3 separate regions of the Mus musculus genome follow, and regions 2 and 3 are each linked to region 1. A link is a contact called in public HiChIP or PLAC-seq data. All regions are on one chromosome and are shown on one strand. Each heading gives the region's core, a stretch centred on a gene start, on an enhancer-like site or on the middle of the called end of the contact. The rest is flanking DNA. Distances are from core to core; before and after follow the strand shown.

What was found. HiChIP or PLAC-seq counts read pairs in DNA pulled down with a chosen protein or histone mark.
Region 2: a contact with region 1 is called in a CTCF HiChIP or PLAC-seq map of pro-B cells, with 2.9 times the contacts expected there. The contact joins two enhancer-like sites.
Region 3: a contact with region 1 is called in an H3K4me3 HiChIP or PLAC-seq map of bone marrow-derived macrophages, with 6 times the contacts expected there. The contact joins two enhancer-like sites. A contact is called at or near these places in 2 of 484 Hi-C or Micro-C datasets (bone marrow-derived macrophages and macrophages) and 2 of 115 datasets of contacts at active chromatin or transcription factors (both in bone marrow-derived macrophages).

The regions. Positions count from the first base shown.
Region 1 is chr1:6,405,337-6,408,728 of GRCm38.p6, reverse strand. No RefSeq gene overlaps it. Among named protein-coding and RNA genes, the nearest start is that of Alkal1, 48 kb to the right of the region's middle. Within about 2 kb of position 1,803, at least 58 of the 459 cell types and tissues checked have an H3K27ac peak or open chromatin away from gene starts, as enhancers often do. A contact at or near this core is called in bone marrow-derived macrophages and pro-B cells, where this site is marked.
Region 2 is chr1:6,656,511-6,659,902 of GRCm38.p6, reverse strand. It overlaps a transcript of St18 not described here. Among named protein-coding and RNA genes, the nearest start is that of St18, 72 kb to the left of the region's middle. Within about 2 kb of position 1,557, at least 16 of the 459 cell types and tissues checked have an H3K27ac peak or open chromatin away from gene starts, as enhancers often do. A contact at or near this core is called in pro-B cells, where this site is marked.
Region 3 is chr1:6,622,504-6,625,895 of GRCm38.p6, reverse strand. It overlaps a transcript of St18 not described here. Among named protein-coding and RNA genes, the nearest start is that of St18, 110 kb to the left of the region's middle. Within about 2 kb of position 1,780, at least 33 of the 459 cell types and tissues checked have an H3K27ac peak or open chromatin away from gene starts, as enhancers often do. A contact at or near this core is called in bone marrow-derived macrophages, where this site is marked.

The DNA.
Region 1 (3,392 bases), core at 554-3,053:
TGTGAAAATACTTAACGCAACTGGTTGCACATTTTAAACTTTCATACTGGTAAATTTTAATTGTGTTTTACCATAATAATAAAAAAAAAACCCAAGAAACTAAAATAAAAAAACCCAGCAATATGGGCTTTGCTCACAAACCATTCAAATTGCTGCTGGCTTCAGGGGAACCCAAATCCAGTTCCACAGCACAGATGTTAGGGGAAACTTGTGCCAAGGCATCTATGATTCCTTTCACCACCACATCATTGGAATGTGGAAGTAGGCAGGCATGCAGACTGCAGCAGCAAATGGAGAGCTCACATCTTACACTAAGAGCAGCAAACAGAGAGGGAACTGAAGTGCCATGAGTCTAAACAAAGCCCACCTTCTGTGACATACTGCCTTCACCAAAGCCATACTTCTTGTACTGGCTAGTTTTGTGTCAACTTGACACAGCTGGAGTCATCACAGAGAAAGGATCTTCAGTTGAGAAAATGCCGCCATGAGATCCAACTGTAAGGCATTTTCTCAATTAGTGATCAAGGGGGAAAGGCCCCTTGTGGCTGGGACCATCCCAGGGCTGGTAGTCTTGGTTCTATAAGAGAGCAGGCTGAGCAAGCCAGGGGAAGCAAGCCAGTAATGAACATCCCTCCATGGCCTCTGCATCAGCTCCTGCTTCTTGACCTGTTTGAGTTCCAGTCCTGACTTCCTTGGTGATGAACAGCAGTATGGAAGTGTAAGCTGAATCCCTTTCCTGCCCAACTTGCTTCTTTTTCTGATTTTGTTTTTGTTTTTCGAGACAGGGTTTCTCTGTGTAGCCCTGGCTGCCCTGGAACTCACTCTGTAGACCAGGCTGGCCTCGAACTCAGAAATCTGCCTGCCTCTGCCTCCCAAGTGCTGCCCAAATTGCCTCTTGGTCATGATGTTTATACAGGAATAGAAACCCTGACTAAGACACTTCTTAAGCATGACAAACAGCTTCACCAATTGGAGACTAAATATTCAAACATCTGCATCTATGAGGAATGTTTGCATTCAAATCACCATACTAAGTACTACGGAGAAGGATCCGTCTTAGCCTCTGAGGTATGAGGTCTGCCAGATGGGGAGCTACTAGAATGGATCTATCAGCCCCACTTGTCAGAATATAAGAATATTTTTAAATGGTCTGAGAGTGTTTCTAATTCCTTCAAAAGGCAAAGAATAGCATGTAGACCATCCTTGTTGGACAATGAATCCTTCTAATTGGGGGCTCTAGGGATTTTTATGAGTTGCTCTCCTTGCTTGGTGTAAGACATAAGGGTGGGCTGCACAGGAAAGAGGGGCTGTAAAAACAGAGAGATGTCCCTGTTTGTTAGATGCTGTTCGGTTTATTTTGTTCTCCTAAGACCTAAGATCCCAGCCTGACTCCTGACTTTTAGTGAATAACCTAGATTTTAGTTCATTTCTAATGTTTACAAAGGGTACTTAGTTATGCCTTTTTGTTTTGAAACTTTAAAAAGACTCATTATGTTAAAAGTGGAATAAAATAAAGTTTTGTGGTAAAACAAAAGAGAGAGAAGGAGGGGTAGAGTCAGTACCAGAGAATACTAACTGCTTCGTGTGATGCTCCTGGCTTAAAATACTTATTTACAGTTTTAAAAGAAATTTCTTACCTGAATGAATGTTCTTGTACTTTGTGATTCAGCTATTGACTTCAAATAAAAGTGACGTCTTCAATAAAACAAAACAAGACTTCCAAGCCCCATATTGTACCGGGACACCTGTGTCTGTTCCAGCTGTCCTCATACCAACCACCTGAAGGTGCCAGCCTCAGTTAATCACCAATGTCCCTACTCCAGGTCATTTAGTCATCTCAGAAGTTGAACTTGAGTTTGAACTGGAACATAATTCCGAGGCCTCAAAATTTGTCACAGAATAGTCTCCCAGAGTATGGTCTCAGATGCTGCAAGTTGTAAACTAGGAAGTGATCTACTGTCTCTATTTCTTTGGGCTTCCAGGGGATTCTGACACACTAAAGTTTCTGAACCATTGCACATGGCGCTATGACTTCCCTAAGTCCTGTCAGAATCTGCTTAGCTCTTCTTTCTGAGAGCAAAAAGGTACTCAGAATAGCGATTGTTAAGTACTGACTTTCTGTTTCAAAATGAAACTACTAGCACAGAGAAGCCCATCTGGAGTTGTTGGTGGCCACAATGTTTCAGTGTTTTTAAGTCTGACAGCGAGGCGCCACCGTGTGGAAGAAAGATGACCCTACATTAAAAATAATTCCCGCAGTGATCAGTTGACTTCCCAGTTTTGTTTGTTGTTTGATCTTTATTTACCGCAATAGTTTATACACAGTGGGGAAATGATTTTGTAAAAATGAATAACTAAAGAAGACATTAAAAGTACACAAAACATACAATGTATTCTTAGAGTGTAATTGCGGTTTCATGTTTCCTCACATCTGTCTTCCTTCCCTCTGGGGCCAGTGACAACATGCAGACTAGCAGGACCAGGAGCTGGAGCAGCAATGTGCTGCACAACCGAACAGAAGTGAAATCTGCCTTCCTGGAGACCATCCCCTGTACAAAAATGTTTCCCTCTGCAAATGGCTTCCTTTGTCGGACTGCTGAAAAACAGGTCCATGTGCCAACAGAAGGAAGGAGCACGGGTTCAGAAAATGATTCTGACCCATCGACTTTCACACTGAGCTGTATCTAGTGTTTATTCAAACTATCATTTGTTCCATGTAATTTTCTATTTGTTTCATTTCCATCGTGCATAAAGAACTCAAATTCCAAACGCAATCTGAGGCTATGAATTACGTGGATGTTTAAAGACCTGTCTACACTTGCTTTTGTCTGCTTTGTTCTTTGTGCTTGTGTTTGACATCTTGGTGCCACTTACACAAGCCACAGTTAAGTGATGAAGAGCCAAAACCCTCAAACAATAAGTAAAACAGAAAACCTTTGATGTTGTCTTTTGTTTATTTACTTTATTTTTGTTTTGTTTCAAATCTAATTGAGACAAACCAACAAGAAGAAGAAATCACCTAGGTGCTGTCTGGTCACCCTCTCTGGTCAACATTCCAGAAATAGACATAGATATAAGTGTTATAGCTAAATGTTAAAATCATGTCCAGAAGAATGAGGAACTGAAATTTGGAATAAGGGTTTTCTATTAACTAGTTGTCCAAAAATACATTTTAGAAACTAACGGAAGCGAATGGCAAGTGATCACAATAATAATTATCTAGAGTTTACTGGGCTCTAGTTGTATTCCTCCTCATTATCTCTGAACCATGAACATTCACTACTCCTAAACTTTACATCTTTGGGTGACTAGAAGCTCTCAGTGCTTGTCTAGTCTTTACCACTGTTTGAAATGTTTTTTCTGTAAATTTAACATATTTTTGTTAGTCTTCT
Region 2 (3,392 bases), core at 308-2,807, 250 kb before region 1:
ACCTCAAGTAATACATCTCCTTCAACAGGATCACAGGTCCAAACTCTCTTGAAACAGTTTACTAACTAGAAATCAAGCATTCAAGTATATGAGCCTCCTTCCTCTCATTCTAACTACAACAGCGAGAGAGAAGGGAATGAAACCAGAGTGATTTAGCAAACACACAGCATGTGGCATTGTGATGGGTGACTTAGAAAAACATGCTTAGTGTTAGGATATTCTTAGCCTGCAGTTTCAAGTGAACTGGCTTTTTTCTGTCCCCACCCCAACTATAAAAGTTGAGTATCCTTGCCCAGTTTCTGTCCACAAGTCAGCATACAGCATAACACTCATCGCTTTGCCTGCCCATTTCTCTAAACACAATATGACTCTTGCAGACCTCTTTACATGGAAAGTAAGTCCCACATCCCCATTTTGTTGTACATTCTTGTCTTAATTTGTCCAGGAAATTTAATTAATTTTGGTGAATGCTCAGTTTTCTCAATGATAAGCAGGATAATGTGTTCCTCCCATTGTTATTCTAATGATTAAATAATATACTATTTACAAATAGTGTACCATTGTTAAACTGTATTACATTGCACAAAAGCTAGTAAGCACTGGTGGGTGCCCCAAAGAGACTTCAGTTATTTCTTTTTCTGGGATGAATCTGAAACCTGTTTCTAAGTGGGGGAAATTATTCGTTGGCTCCAGATTAGTGCCATTTGACCCTCAAGTGGAATTTCAAGCACCTTATGTATCTTCACATTATTCCTACTTCTTCCTGCTCATGGTCAGCGGCTTACAACTTCAATTGCCTTGTGAGTTTCAGTACAGGTTATTTGATAAGCTGGGTTCACATATAATGTCTTTTGGACTCTAGCCTTGTTAACACTTTGCTGTGGCCTCTAAAACACAAGGAAAGGACATTTTTGGTTTAGTTGGTAGGTGGGAAACTCTTGAAACAAATTTGCTATAATTAAGTTGGGAAGCATCACTGACCTAAAATGAAAACAACCTGAGATCCTTCATTTGCTTCTGACCCTGAACAAGAAAGGAACTGAAAAATTGACTGGTTGAATTCCCTGAAACAAATGATGCTTGAGCGGTTTCATGCATAATAACTGCCTTTGATGTAAATGGGGCCATCCGTCAGCAGCCACAAACGTTGCTATCTACTCTGTTTCTGCAAGGCCTTTTCCTATGGGACAAAGTCCCCAGCAACTTGCAGTCTTCACATAGCTCAGACCTGAAGACACAAGTCTGAGTACTGAGCCTTCAAAAACTTTGGAAGAGACTAAAAGGAAATGCTAGTAGGCAGGTGTTGGCATATGTTCCTTCTGAACAGTATTATCAGAGAATTTATAGTCTCTGTTCATACAAAAGTAAATAGGGTACTGTTTTCATATAGGACACAGGACAGGTGGTATCTTGCCACACACTTACTCCTGGCACAATTCTTCAGCCTCAGCTCTTCTTGTGCATTGAGTCAGGCACTAGAACTAGATGTGCTTCAACATATTGCATCTGTTGTTTCTGACTGGAGCCTCGCATTTCATAGCCCTGGCTGGTCGAAAGGATGGCACTACTGGAGAGCAAAACAAACCACAGCACTGTTTACACAGACTGCCCAGGTGCTATGTGCTATTGTGCTTTGTCTCATTGAAAACAAATATATGCTTATAGGCTTGCAGTTTGCATGATGAACTTAGGGTGAAAATAAAAGGAGATGGATAGGAGTCATTTTCAGAAAAAAATTTACCACAGCAAAGCCTTCAAAGCAGCAATTCATTTCCTTACCTCCAGCCTGACAGACCACTGACATTAAAGCAAAGGCATGTCCTAATCGTCATGCATGTAACCACTTTTTTTTCTTTTTTCACATTTGTATGCTAATCACAAGAAGCAAAAATAGACTTAGATTAGAAATCAAAGATTGGTTGTATACAGGTAATAGAGTTCTTGAATGCTTTATTTAAAGATAGAAGGCTCTTGAACCAGGCTTTATTATTGAACTAAGACTATCTATCCTTTTTGACACTTTTTAAATTAAGTTCTTCCTCTAATTTATGTTTTTGTCAGCTTTCTTCCCTTACTTGGTTTTAAACTGGCTTCTGTGCCTCTCTCTAAGTAATAAACTACTCCACAGAGAAGAAAAAAATTTTAATGACCCTCGAAATTCAGATTAACAAAATGGATCATTTGTACACAGCCATAGAATTATGAATCCTTCTGAAATATCTGCAGAAATTTCACCTGATGCAAAATTTCATTTCCCTCTCTCTGACATATCTCTGACTTTTCCCTTTAAAAATGGAATAGTTATAGTCCATCTATATAAAGATCAAATACTAAAAAGCAAAGGGAATATAGGGTACAATTTTGAAGTTTAAATGAAACAGGATTTTATTTTCTTTGTGAACTAAGGAAGGTGAGTTCTGGTGTATTAACATTTCTCATAGAAAAACAGTTTGTCTATGCTCGACTTGGATGACACAGGCTGTCTGCCCCTTCAGCGTAGCTCAGCCTGCCTTCCTGTTCTTGTGAAGCCAGCCGGCCTCCTAGTACATTCTGCCTCCCATCTGACTTCCGTAGCTTAGGACAAGCAGAACAGGGGAGCAGCTGCATGCTGTTGAGCCATGGCAGCAAGCATCTATCTATGATGGTATCTCTCTATTTGGAGCATAACTTTCCCACTCACCGCTATGTCGATCTGGGAAATAAAAAAACAAACTTATCAGACAAATTCTTTTGCTTCCTGGCCTTATGTTTGTTTTAACACTGTGACCATAGTGGGGCATAATAACATAATGCTAGAGAAAGAAGAATGTGAAAATTAGGTTCAATAGAGAATCAGGGATCAAAAGTTGTTTAAAAATAATGACATACTCCTATGATATCTTTCCTATACAGTTGCACTTTTAGCATATCTCATCCACTGGTATCCAACTGACTTCCAGAAAGTATGTGTTTCAGTTTTTCCCACACTATGGAGCTGGTTATTTTTTTGGATCTCTATAATTTACCAGTCCTTCCAAACCTTGTGGAGTATTATGTCTTCTCTGGGAATTTAAAATCTATTCACTTTCCAATGTCTCATACTCCAACCAGCAGAGGAGAACTTTAGTGCACTGAGCATAGAACATGTTAGCCCAGGTTCAAATGTGGACTCCAATTGTTAGTGTTTCCCTTCACGACTTAGTAACCCTTCCTGCAGAATAGGTAAATTAAAATTTTTGCATAACTAGATTCTTGTATGTTTCAAATAAAGCCTAAGATGTAGAAGATACTGTGATAATATACATTAAATGAGATGAGTTCAGTAAATATAAGCAGGTAGGAAAATAATTAAACTAGATAGCTATTCATTGGAAACTGTGAAGTTAGAATGCAGAGGCTTCAGAAGAATATTT
Region 3 (3,392 bases), core at 531-3,030, 220 kb before region 1:
TATGATCATATATTAGATATAATATAAATACATATTTTAAAAAGTATCCCTAGTATATCAGCTGCTATAGAAAAAAAGTTAAGGGTTTCAAAAGAACACTTCATCTTTAAAGAATAAACATAACATCCATTACAAAATGAATATTGGTTGGCTAAATAAGGCAAAAGAAAGGAGAATAAATGTTGAGAATATGCAGCAGCTACTCAAGGCTGAATGTTTAGGTATGTGTAATTTTCTATGGTGACAAGGAGTGCACTGAGACTAGAACTGTGAGTACTATTGCTTAGTAAAAAACTAAATTTCACTAGCAAAAAACCCTGATATTTTCAATTACAAATATTGTATTATTTAATCAGGAATATTGAAATGACATTACCAGTCAAGTGACAGAGTGAGGGCAAATGAAAGCACAGAATATCATTTGCTATATTAGCAAAAGATAAAGAATGAAACTCTAGACAGGACATCTTTGTGGGCACTAGGCTATAGCCTTCCAGAGACTGACCTTGTGGTTTATTTTTTTTCACACATTTAAACGTAGTAGAACTTGTGACCTGTGACCTTTACAATAAGAATGAATTATATTGTCAATAAACAGAGCTCAGGTCTGGGGCCTAGAGAAAGGATCTGACATAAAACTAAGGGTAGATTCTATTAGTAGAGGATGCAAAGTACATGGGATCTCTTTCATTGAGATGTGATCTATCCTTGGCAGAATTCATCATGAAAAACCACTCAGGGTATTGGAGGATTCAGATGGAGTTTTGCTGCTAATGGAATATCAAAGAATCCTCAGATTGTCTGACCACATTTCACTTTGGCTTCCAGGAGAACAGAAAAGAGGCCTACATGATTGATAATCATGTTTCTCCAATGCTTATTTAAAGCTGAGCCTCTTAAACTGCAGATATGTATTATCTCACAAGAGCAGAACTGCTGTATTCTTGCTTTTCTTTTCCTATGGTTCCGGTACACAACTTATTTCTGTGACATAAATTTTGCTTCTGGATTTGAATAGTCCTAATTTGGCTTTGTCACTGTTTGTTACTTTTTTCTGTTGCTGTGATAAAAATGCTGACTAAAAGCAATTTGAGGAATTAAGGGTTTGTTTCATTTTACATACACTTCCTGGAAACACTACATCACTGATTAAGGTCAAAGTAAGAATATAGAATCAGGAACTGAAGCACAGAGGAACACTACTATCTTGCTCCTTTTGGCTTCCTCAGCTTGTTTTCTTATACAGCTCTCAAGACTACCTGCCTGAAGGCAGGACTGCCCAGAGTTGGTTGGGCCCTCCCAAGTCAATCATTAACCAAGAAAATGTCTCATATACTTTCCCACAGACCAATCCAAAGGAGGTATTTCCTCAATTGAGGATCCCTCTTCTCAGATGACTCTGAGTCAAGTTACAAAAACTAAACAACACAGAAACTGCATGTAATTCATAACAAAGCAAAATGCTGTAAGAATATTTTATTATGGTGTTCTATACTTTAATAAGAAAAAAAATCCTCAAGAAAAAAAAAAATCAGTTCTAAAGAAGAGAACTTTTAAAAGTCAACACACTGACTCCATCCTGTACTCCAGTGATTCTACAGTCTATAGAACCACTCCTCCTGAGATCTCTCCTGAATGCTGTTTCCAATAGCCTCCTTGCTGCCTTCAGTTGAGCCAGGAAGAGGCAGACAGACCTTGTAGAATAAGCCAAAGAAGTTGAATATCATTCATCATACAGCAATTTGTCTTGGGGAACTGTGAACAGAGGAATGATGTGACTCACTTTGGCAAGATTGCTAAGTAAATAAAGTCATTTCCTGCTGAGCCTACCAATCTGAGTTCAGTTCTTGGAACCCATGTAGTAAAAGTGATTTTTTTTAAATGGCCTCTAACATCTACACATGCATTGTCATGTCCCTCCCTACAATATATAAATGAACAAACAAAAAAGATCCAAGGACAACTGAGATATATTCCAGGTCCTTTTTCTGATAAGTCTATAGTAAGAGTTACCAAGAATGTCACCAACTAGGACAATTAGATGAACACATGTGCAAGCAGCCAGCTTCTATATATCCAGTGGTATCAAGGGAGAGAATGAGGAAAAGAAAAAAAGAAGTCAACAAAAGAGTTTAACATATTCTGTTTATACATTTTACCTGGAGAACTGTCTCAGTATCAGTTGATCATGTGTTTGGCAATCAGTGGATAGAGCAGAGCAAAATTGAGCATTTGAATGCATCTTCCCAGTCCCTATTATTATTTTTTCTCCCGAATTTTAAGTTCTTTTGCTTAGAAGTTGATATTATTTTAAGGTCAATTTAAAGGTGACTTTTATTCTCCTATTGGAATTGTCATCTCCAAGGCTTTCTACCTCTGTTTGTTAACCTAGGTCTAGTCTAGGAAGCTTCTAGCCATCATATAATCTTATGTAAGCTTATAACATTTTCATCCTCTGAGACTTACTGCTAAATAAGCTCATTCTGTCTAGTTCTTTCTGAACTCAGCATGGCAGATTTAAGTCAGCTCCTCTGGCTCAAACTTCTCAAAGCTGACTGATTCGATCTGCCTTCTCTCTCAGCCTCTGTATTTTTGATCTGTTGGCCTCAAACTAACTCTGATAATCTGTTCTAATCTTCTAGTTCCTTCTCACTCTCTGGCTTCTTCTGTCTTTACCTGTGTCTACCTTGTTCTCTCTTCAACATGTTTCTGTAAAACTGCCTCCTTCTTCTCTCCCTCTGCACTGCTCCCTCTTATGTTGCCTCTCTTTTCTCTCTCTTCTCATGAGAGTTGAGCATATCCTGTTCTGTCAGATCTTTCACTGATTCATCACTTTGTCTGCCACTCAATTAAAATTTTCTTTTAAATATGGGTGCTTCCTTTTGCAAACTAACTTTACCTTTATTACTTGGGATTAAAGGTGTGTACTAAGGGAAAGTCTATGTTCTAGCCAGAGGAATTAAAGGAATTAAAGCCAAGGGCTGAGCCATACCATAATTAGAAACAGAATTTTTCAGTAAATAACACAATCTCATGGTTCACAGTGTGGTCAACTATCCTGCAACAGTCCAACTTTGCTGATGCTTCTAGTATCTGCTGAGACCCAATCCAGGAATCATTATGTTCTGTCTTCCTACCTTATATCTTTTGTGTATGGCAAGCCATACTCTTGCTACAATTCCATTGACTTATTAAAATGAAGTGAAATTGGGTATGAAAAGCTGAGGTACTGGAATGGGGGAATGGCAAGTTCCACCCAGTTTGAATTACACAGTAAATCTCCCCTTCTCCATTCCCTATCCCTCTACCCCATCCCATCTCTGATTTTTTTTTTTTTTTGAACAGGAGCCTCATGTAGCACAGATTGGCTGAACATTTGATCCTCTACCTCC